Regions from separate parts of the Gossypium hirsutum genome. Here region 1 is linked to region 2. The links are chromatin contacts, called in public Hi-C maps. All regions are on one chromosome and are shown on one strand. The core of a region is the stretch at or near the end of the contact, and the rest is flanking DNA. Distances in the headings are between cores, read along the strand shown. Region 1 has its middle 21 kb from the start of LOC107897180. Region 2 holds the start of LOC107897183 (malonate--CoA ligase).

The links. Hi-C and Micro-C count contacts between places; a contact is called where the count stands out from the background.
Region 1: a contact with region 2 is called in a Hi-C map of leaf, with 1.8 times the contacts expected there. The contact joins the enhancer-like site here to the promoter of LOC107897183 in region 2. A contact is called at or near these places in 6 of 34 Hi-C or Micro-C datasets (anther, hypocotyl, leaf and 1 more).

Annotation. Positions count from the first base shown.
Region 1 is chrA10:13,484,781-13,490,054 of Gossypium_hirsutum_v2.1, reverse strand. It overlaps the pseudogene LOC107897179. Among protein-coding and RNA genes, the nearest start is that of LOC107897180, 21 kb to the right of the region's middle. Within about 2 kb of position 2,199, at least 3 of the 9 cell types and tissues checked have an H3K27ac peak or open chromatin away from gene starts, as enhancers often do. A contact at or near this core is called in hypocotyl and leaf, where this site is marked.
Region 2 is chrA10:13,388,314-13,393,343 of Gossypium_hirsutum_v2.1, reverse strand. It overlaps LOC107897183 (malonate--CoA ligase), which reads right to left and starts at 1,360. Exons shown (of 17, transcript XM_016822540.2): 1 at 918-1,360; 2 at 508-674; 3 at 245-421. The coding sequence starts at 1,074.

The sequences.
Region 1 (5,274 bases), core at 950-3,449, 96 kb before region 2:
CAGATGGGGTGATTCTGAGGAGGTTCTGGTTTCTTCTTTGTGCTCTTCCCCTAGGAAGAGTTTGGACTCTGTTTAAACTCAATACTGTTTTCTCCTTTCTTCTTCAGAGGCCATTGGCACGGCGAGCTTGGGGTTTGATGCAACGTTAGGGGCTTTAAAAGGCTGCATCTTTTGGCAACCTACTCATATTTCTTTATACTGGAAGGTAGGTTTCAAAGTGTTGTTTTTCATAAGAGGTAGCCTTATAAATGTTGAAGCACATGTGTATTCGAATCTCATTAATACTGTAGGAAAATAAACTCATCTTAAGTTTTCCATTTGCCATCGTCACTTTGCGAAACTAATCTGTTTGTCTTGTTCTTGCTTTGGTAAATATTACCTTATTCTATCAAACATGAAACCTGATGGCTAGAGAACTTTTAGCTGGTTTGAGAAACCTTGTTATTCTCTTCAGCAGAGTTGATCTAATTCCACTTGTTTTAATGCAGGTATAGAAACCTTATTGAAAGATCATTACAAGGGAGGCTTGTCTATGAAAGTCCTAATATGAATCGAGCTGTTAGTTTTGAGTACATGAATCGTCAGTTGGTGTGGAATGAGTTCTCAGTAATCCTTGTTAAAGCCAGCGTGTCAATTCTTGTGCATCTGAATGTTCAGTTTCTAGATTTTTATATGTACTCTTTATTTATAAGAGGAACATTAATATTTGTCTATAGGCTAGTCTTTACCAAAGTAAAAGATATCAAGTGAGGTGTATATTGTGGAGAAATCGACAAAATGATTAGGAAGGGATGGGAGTTTCTATTGCTGGTAAATAAGTATATATATATATATACATATTGAGTTCCATCAAACTTAGAAACAAAAGAAATAAGGAAAATTGGAAAATATCTTTTTGGGCTATGCTTTATTCTGACTTCTGAGAGTGGGGTTAAAAAACTTCACATGTATTGCCACCATGTCTCCATTTAACTACGAATAAAGAAGTTAACACTCTGTCATTAACATATTCGGTGAAGGAGATGTCTAAGGCTTGTAATTTGCTCATGGAGTTTGTTTGCTCCAATGCCTGTATATTATAGGATCATAGCCTGATTGTTTACCATTTTGAGTCTGCTCAACAATGTTTCTTCTCATCTGCAATGACTGTAACTATAATACTTACATTATGCAGGAGATGTTGTTGCTGCTTCTCCCTCTTCTTAACTGATCAACTGTTAAAAGTTTTCTTCACCCTTTCTCAAAGGACAAATCTTCGAGTTCTAAAGAGGATGACTCTATTTGTCCCATTTGCCGGGCAAGTCCAACACTTGCTTATCTCGCTCTCCCTTGTCAGCATCGGTAAGTTAACTGAATTCTTTCCTATCCCTGTATACACTTCTAGCTCTTTTGTTGTTATATCAGGGTGATGCTGTGAACAACACTTAACCTTGTTCCGATTTTTCATATCCAGTCTCTTTATGGGGCCTAATTTTTGAAAGAAATGAAGCTCCATATTGCCCTAAATTATGAACAACTGGCTTGAAATATGTCTTATGAATTTGAGCTCCATAAAAGAATGCCATGTGCATACTGTCACCATGCATCTTGGTAATTTAACGAATGCTACTCGTAACAGCTGTTTCCATGGAATGCATTTGGATTTTCATACATGGCTTGCTTATAAATGATATTCACAGATATTGCTATTACTGCCTTAGAACACGCTTTGCTGCGGTTCCCTCATTCCAGTGTTCCAGATGCGGCGAGCCTGTTGTGGCGATGCAGCAGCATGGCAGTGTTGTTACATAAAACTCAGTAACTTACATAGGAAAATACGGATAAGAGCGCTGTGCCGTTTAGAAACCTGTATAACAAAAATGGCCCAATGTGGCATACAAAACATTTTAGAAATGAAGGTTTTTTCCAGAGAAAAAATTGTACCCAATTCAGTTGGGGGGGGGGGATGAATGATTCTTTGTCAACTGTGACATTAATAACGGAGGTTACTTTTTGATGCTAGTGGAAAAGGGGGAGGCTTTTTTCATGATACATAATGTGTTTGAAAGCATCGTTTTGATGGTTAAGAATATCATATTCAAATTGCATTAAAAATAAAGAGAGTAAACACCCCATTGTCGTTGCTGAGATGGATAAATCTATTTACATATAAAGTAGGTTAGGTTGTAGTAGAGGATATAGGTAGCCCAGGAACTGTCGTGCAAAAGGCATGGGCGGGCGTGGTAGCTGCCATTGAACATAACAGGTCAAGGCTCACAAGCATAACAGGGCCCATATTTAGTGGCAAATTGTGTGGTTCTGGTAACACTTTTTTTTAAGGGATAATGACATCCTGTATTTTAACAATAATTTGTCTGATGTAATATCTTAGCTTTAATTTCGTTTATTAATAAGGTATTCGCCTTTAACGAGATTAAATACTAACATTATTTAACACTTGGTCAAATCATGAGCTACTTTTGACTTATAGCTTAAGGATCTCATAGCAATTAGTCCAAAAGTTCTTTTCTTTTAAATTTAAATTAAATACAAAGCTACTTATTGATTTCATTTGTCTTTCATTCTCCTTTTGAATTTCTATCTTCTAAGTTTAAGTGATTGTTTTCAGGTATTAGAGTTGATTGATTGTTTTTTTAGTAATGTCACGTGGCAATATATAATTGGTCCACGTGTCAACTTTTTTGAGAAATTAACATTGTTAAAGGTGAGTATCATATTGATAGACGAGATTAAAGTTCAGATATTACACTAGATAAATTGAAAGTTTGTTAAAGTAGAGGAGATTTTTTGTCATTATCTCTTTTTTTAATGATTTAATTTTGATAAAATTTAATTCGTTTTGTGTTTTGGTTTAAACACTTTGCTTTGTAAATTGTAACCAATGAATTACTTGTTCTTTCTTTAGTATTATGATCAGAAATGTCTTCCGCTTTTCTTGGAACTTCGAATTTCTAAGATTTAATTATAATTAAGTAGGCTTTCTATTTTTATCTTTTCTCTCGTATCTGTGGAGAGGCAAAAGCTTTGACCCAACCAAAATAATAAAATAGCAGTTAGATTCTTCCAAAAATAATAAATTTATAAATTAATATAATGACAAATTTTTATTTTAATATTTTTAAAAAATTATAATTAATCTTTTTAACAACAGCAAATTTTATTAATTATTAATAAAAAAAGGATCCCAAACAAAATATCCGAAATATCCAAATAACTATAAAAAATTAAAACTGAGATTTAAGTAAGCCGCAATCATTAATCAGTAAGCCCAACTCTAAATTTGCATTCAAGGGATAAGAAATTAATACATGGTGAAAACATAAATCTATGGATCTTTTCATTCAAATGGGCAAAAAGTGGTGGGCAGGGACCTCTATTATATCACCCATTGTTAAACCAGTTAAATTACTAGTTTTCAATTGAATTATTGGTTTTACAATAATTAAATAAAAAATTTAAAATATTAATAAAAAATATATAAATAAAATTCATAGCCAATTGGCAGGGTGGTCTTTTTTAATCTTAATTTTCGATTTTTTATTGATTAATTAATTTTCGATTCAAGTGATTACCTTTTAATCAGTTTTCGTTGGCTTTCGTTTCATGGGTCAATTATAAAGTTTGATTCAAACACGTATTGACTTTAGTATTTCTAGTCATAATTCAAACCCACCACGGTTCTTAAGATGACATTTCCAATCATTTCATTAGGAAATATCAGTAACAAAAACAAAACATGTACAGTGCTTAATTACGGAAAAACAGAAAAGAACAGAACTATGGAGATATTTTGTATTCTTACAATATAGCAAAAAAACAGGTGAACATGTTATGTTTTTGAGACAAACTTGAAAAATGGGGGAACAGAGAAAAAGTGTTGGTAAGAAGAGAATGATATTGGGTAAAGGATCATGTAGAAATAGGTGGTCCTATCTTTCTATATATCTATCAAAATGGACAAAAATAATCATCCGAGCCAGCTAGCTGGGTAGCTTCATATACTCACATTTTGTCCATTAATCCTTTGTTTATCTGCATTTTTTTCTCTAATTCTATTATTCTATTCCCTTGTAAACTATCACGTACTTCAAGTCAAATTAAGTGTAGCATCCTACCCACCCTCTTTTTTACCCTTCAGGTACAATATACTTGATAATTTTGTTTCACTCAGGTCACGATCTTCAAAACCAAGTTATCAAATTTAATTGATAATATTAAATTATAGGAGATCTAACATAGAGTATAACGTGATAAAAAATGGATTCTCTCATGTCCTTTGCTGATGGAGGTACCGAAAAAATGGGAAGCCGCCTACGACGGGTGACATTAGTCAGGTTGCTAAAAAGAGTAGGATGAGGGAGGATGATGCGGAGTTTGATATGAGATTGGTGAATTATCCGCAAAGTGTTTCTTAACCGCCTTTCAAGTATACGCTTCTAAACAGTGGTCAGGGCTGTGGGGATAAAGGATCCTCTTGGTTTGACGATGATATTGAGTTAGAATCCCATCTATTAACTTTTTTGTTCGAGTACGCTCATTCATTGAGAAGAGTATGGCTAGTATTGTGATCTTGAAATTTCTAGGAAGGAAGATTGGTTTCAATGCTTTTATGAGTAAACTTCTTATGCTTTAGAAGCTGTCTCAAAATTTTCAGTTGATGGATATTGAAATGATTATGCGAAGGCTCTGTCAAGAGGTCCTTGAGTGATTTTTGGAAATTCTCTTACAGTTCAACCATGGAGTAGTTCATTTTGTCTAAGTATCTCTTTCCCTAGGAATGTTATCGCATGGATTCGTCTTCCAGGTATATTAGGTGGTATGTATAAGTGAAGTATTCTAACGGCTAGTGGTAACATGATTGGTAAAGTGATTAAGATTGATTATAATATTGATCAATGTGCATGGGGTCATTTTACTCGTTTGACGGTTAGCGTTAATTTGAACGAGCCGTTAATAGTATCGGCTAGAATTGATGGACGATTTCAATGTGTGGAATATGAGTCTATCCCTAACATCTGTTTTGAATGCGTATGTTATGGTTATCTACGAGAAATTTGTCCTAAGGTTGGTGCTGTTAATACTGAAAAGAACCCAATTGATGTCATTGAGTCAATGGAATCATAAGAAAATGAGATGGTAGTGACGGAAAAATTTGGACCTTGGATGGTGGTTGCAAGGAAAACGCATAGACAATTTAGGAAGGATAAAAATCAAGGCAATAATCCTTGGGTGATAGCTAATAAATCGAATTTTTGAGGATACACTCTTCAGGAT
Region 2 (5,030 bases), core at 111-2,610:
CTTACTAAACCCTATTATGGTTAAAGATTAAATGCTAATGTGAACAGATCAAATATACCTAATCTGGATTCCTAGTTCATGGACATTAACATAAGTTCCTTACTCTATAGGACTAGTTTAAGCTTGAATAAGTTTAACAATTGAGTAACATATCTAATAATGATGAAGTAGATTATAAGTTAGAAAAAAAAAATCAATAAGCAATTAAAAGAAAATTGAAAATGAAGTTATCTAACGGATATACCGAATCATTCATAACATGCAAGAGCTCAGCCTCAGGATAGCTGAGAGCTAGTGGAACAGCAACACCTCCACTAAGCCAAGTGCCCAGCATTCCAGCCACGAACTCAGCAGAAGGTTTAGCAACAATACCAATTCGAGCTCCACCAAGATTTCCATGTCCACTAACGCCTTTATTATTCTGAAATCACCAAACAAAGAAGTATGAATTAACTACTTAAAATTCAACAGATAAGTCAGTTTAAATGAAATGAACCCAAAGCATACAATTTTGATGTTGGTGCTGGATAACAGCCTAGATATGTTGCATGCACAGGAGAGGAGTTGCGAGTAAGTATAGCTCTTTTGATCAGCTCGAATTGCTATACTTCCTGCAACAGATGGCCTCGAAGCTGCTTTAACCACTTCCATTAACGTAGCCGGTTTTGATCCCACTTCCAACGGATAAACCAAAACAAGACAATTTAAAGGGAATTTAGTAATATATCTATATAAAAAAAGCTTACAAAAAGAGTGAATTCCATTGAAAGCACTCAACAACAAAGATCAAAAGCTTAACTACCCATTTCATCGAACACCAAACAGACAACCAACAAGCAAAAAAAAAAAACCAACAATTTCCCTCACTTGCTTTTAGATTTTCTCAGCATCCAAACAAAGAAAGAGAGAGAACTTACAGGAGTGAGAGGGAAGTGAAGAAGAGAAGGAAGCGTTGGTGAATGGAGGTGTGACGAAAGGATTAAGATAGCAGTAACGATAGCGATGAAAAGCCGAGAGGCGAAGTAGGGAGACGTAGTTGAGACCTTTAAATGAGTAGGTGATGATTCCTGTCATTATTTACCCACTTTTTCTTCTCGTATTAAATTTGGTTCTGCTGTTTTCTTCGTACTTTTTTTTAATGAGCCGACTATTCAGTTTACAGTTTGAATTGGAAGTGGTAATTCCGAAAACTACTGCTACAAAATAATACGAAGTATTAGTGAAGAGTTTTGGGTTTTGGCGGCAGACTGTGATTCCACGGCGTAGACTTTGGACGGCGATGCCAATGGTGACCTCTTAACTGATTTGCTTAACAAGGTTTACCAACGCCTAACCAATGATTCACAGTTCATTAATTTTGTCGGTAAAATGGTAATGTAATTCAAGTTTTATTTATTATTCCTACAAATCGGATCAAAAGTTCGGCGTTTAGAAAGTAAAGCGAAGAGAGAATTTAAAAAATAAAATAACTTAAATCTTAATCACAAATTTAATTACTAATGTTTGCATATTTTATTAAAAAAGTTAAGGGAATGATCGAATTTTATGTGTAAAATATTTTTAATAATATATAATTTTTTATTTAAATAATTCAATAAGATAGTTACAAATAAAAAAATAAAAAAATAAATAAATGATATATTAAATTAAAAAAATATAATTTTTTTAAAAAAATTAACTCATTAAAAAAACTTCTCAATAAAACAAACATACATGAGAAAGATTAAAACTTTTAAAAATAAAAGAAAAATTGAAACATTAAATTTATTCATTAAATCTTATGAATATATTCATTAAATTTGTTAAAAAATACAGTTTGAAAAAAAAATTAAAAATTGATTAAAAAAACTCAAAATATAATTAAAGTCATTTTGACAAAATATATAAATAATAGTGACCAAATTTATCATTAAATCTATTATTTATAAATAATAAATTTAGCGTCTATTTTTATCACTTTCTCATAAACTTTCAAATCTCAGTTAAAATACTCTTTTTTTTTATTATGAAAAACATGGCTAAATAGCTAACATAATAGTACACATCGCAATTTATTATTAATCATTTAGATAATCTTTAAAAAATATAATTTTTTATTAATTTTATGAAATATATGTGAATTTTTATATGAATTATTAAATTAAAATAAAATTTTCCAGTAAATAAGTTAAGTAAAGTTTAAATACAAAAACTGATAATAAAAATGAAGCAAAAGGACTATACCCATTATACCCGATAATATTTTCGTTGAACTAACGTTCTACTCATTTTGAATCTTTGGTTCTTTGACATGTGGATGTACCAAATCCATCAAACCAGTTTATCAGGTTTGTTATTTTGGTAAAGATAAGTGTGTAACCTTTACTTCAAGAATGGATGATTTTTTTATTTAAAAAATTAATAAGTTAATTTTGATATATTAAATTAAAGAGTAAATTAGTCAATTTTTTAAAATTTTTATCAATTTTTTACAATTAAATATTAATTTTTTGTACGTTTACACGATGTATACGTGACATCTAATTATTCTATCAATTTTTAACTAAAAAAATTAATTTACTTTTTAATTTAATATATACAGACTATTTTATTTTTATTTTTTTTACCTACCCCTTTTATTTGAAGGTGAGGGGTGAGAGATTGTTATAGAAGAAGCTTTTTTTGCACATTTCTTTGCTTCCTTCATTAGCTTTTTGGTCATGTATGTTATCTTCATTTCCCTGCAAAACAGTGCTGTATCCTCAATCGCCGATGATAGTTTCCAATGCACCTTTGTTCTTTCCCTCAGTATGTTAAACCATTTGTTATCAACATTTAACTTCTACCATTGTTGGATACCACGTTCCTACAAGTATTGGACAAATAATTAACAACCTAGCCTGAAGTTTAGAATCATATCGAAGCTTTTGCATATGGTGATTATTTTTCCTCCATCGTCCTTTGCCACTGCATATCCACCAAAATTACTGCTTCTTCTTCCTTTGACGAGCGCAAAAGCCACTCTCTATTTAGGGTTAATGTATATGTTGAACACATAATATTAAAATGTCGTTGCAGATATAGTGGACATTGCATAATGCATAACTGTTGTGGTCAAAGTAATTTTTTTAAAAAAAATCACAATCTTTTAAAAACACTATATTTATGCATTTTGCAATTATATTTTATTGTTTTAATATTAATGATACTCTTTTATAAAAAAAATAAAAAAATTAAATTTATAAATAAAAATTCCTTAAAAATGAATATAAAAATTATAGTATACAAACATTATTATATTAAATCATGGATAATAACAATCATAATTTTAAATAGAATCTAAATAATATCATATATAAAAATAATAATTTTACACCAATTTAAATAAAAAATATACTCGTATATAAATATAAAACTCCAGTTTTTTATAAATTACTATCAAAATAAATGACATGATGAATCTAAAACATCTTTATTTACATCATTCTCTTGATTTTGATCACCTCCCCATCCATGTGAAAAATTCAAAGTAGAATTCATTGTTGTATCTCTTCAAAGAGATTGAGGCATCACATTATATGCAAAATGTGGAGGGATAGAATCATAAGATGTTTGATTAGTAGGATGCATGTTGTAACACCCGCTACCCGTATCTGTTGTCCGAATAGAGTAAGAGGCATTACCAAGGAGAACGAAACACTTATAGATAATTTAAATCATTTATCTTCACCAACATTTTAATACATTTATGAACCAATTTAAGGTATTCAACCAAGCCTTATATTTATCATCGCTTGTTCATTTTGTAGCCATATCATTCATGATAAAATCATAATTATTTGTAACTCAAACTTACTAAATACAAGCCATACCAATGGCTAGTTACAGTTATATCATTCATAAGCCAACATTGACTAATCAATCAATCTATACGTGCCATTATAATCGTAATTCATTTACCATACTTACTAAAATAGGCCAATGGATAGTGTGAGTGATCTCCGCCAAGCTTCCCAACTATCGAGCTTCCGAAAAATCACTCATTTAAAATTCAATATAAACATAAAAAGAATGCAATCATATTGATCACGAGCGTACACATAACCTCATCACCCTTGTCAGTCGTGCACTTCATATAAATAACAAGAAACATGTATGGGCTCAATTCTCATTAAATTTCTCATATATATATACACAATTTCACGTTATGTGATCATATAACATATATTAGCCATATCTCTGTAATTTAAATATATTTTCATAACAACTTATCTTGATTTCATACTATTTCATATTGAGCTTAAATAACCAAAGTATTTGAAATATCATCTTTATGCAAGTAGTACACATGAGATATATAATTCCATAATTATGAATGAACACATTTATCAAACATGTCCATATTCATATATCAATGTCTCATGTCTCCATATATCAATAACCGTCATTTTCATGAATTTCAAGTTCAATTGCATAATTATTTGTCTCATGTTCAGTTTATTCCATGTCGAAACTTTATTCATTAAATCATTTGAAATATCAATACATATGGACAGTACACTCAAGATGAACAATTATATAATCACAAATGAATTCATTCATCAACCAAGTTCTATACTCATGTCATATCAACTCGTACTTCCTTATATCATATAGTTCCATGTAACACTTACCAAACTTTGTCAAATTAGTGAACGTCTTACGGAATTGAATACTTCGTTTTCTTGATGCCATAGTTCAACTATGGTCTTACACATCTTCACATAATGATGTCATAGCCCAGCTATGGTCTTACACATATTCACATATCGATGCCATAGCCCAGCTATGGTCTTACACGTAATCACATATCACATATCGATGCCATAGCCCAGCTATAGTCTTACACGGATCACATATCTCACTGATGCCATATCCCAGATATGGTCTTACACAGAAGCATATAATCACATCACACCGATGCCATAGTCCAACTATGGCTTATACGGATCACATATCACATGTTGCCATGGTCCAACCATGGTCTTTTCCGTTAATTCGTCTTAGCCAAT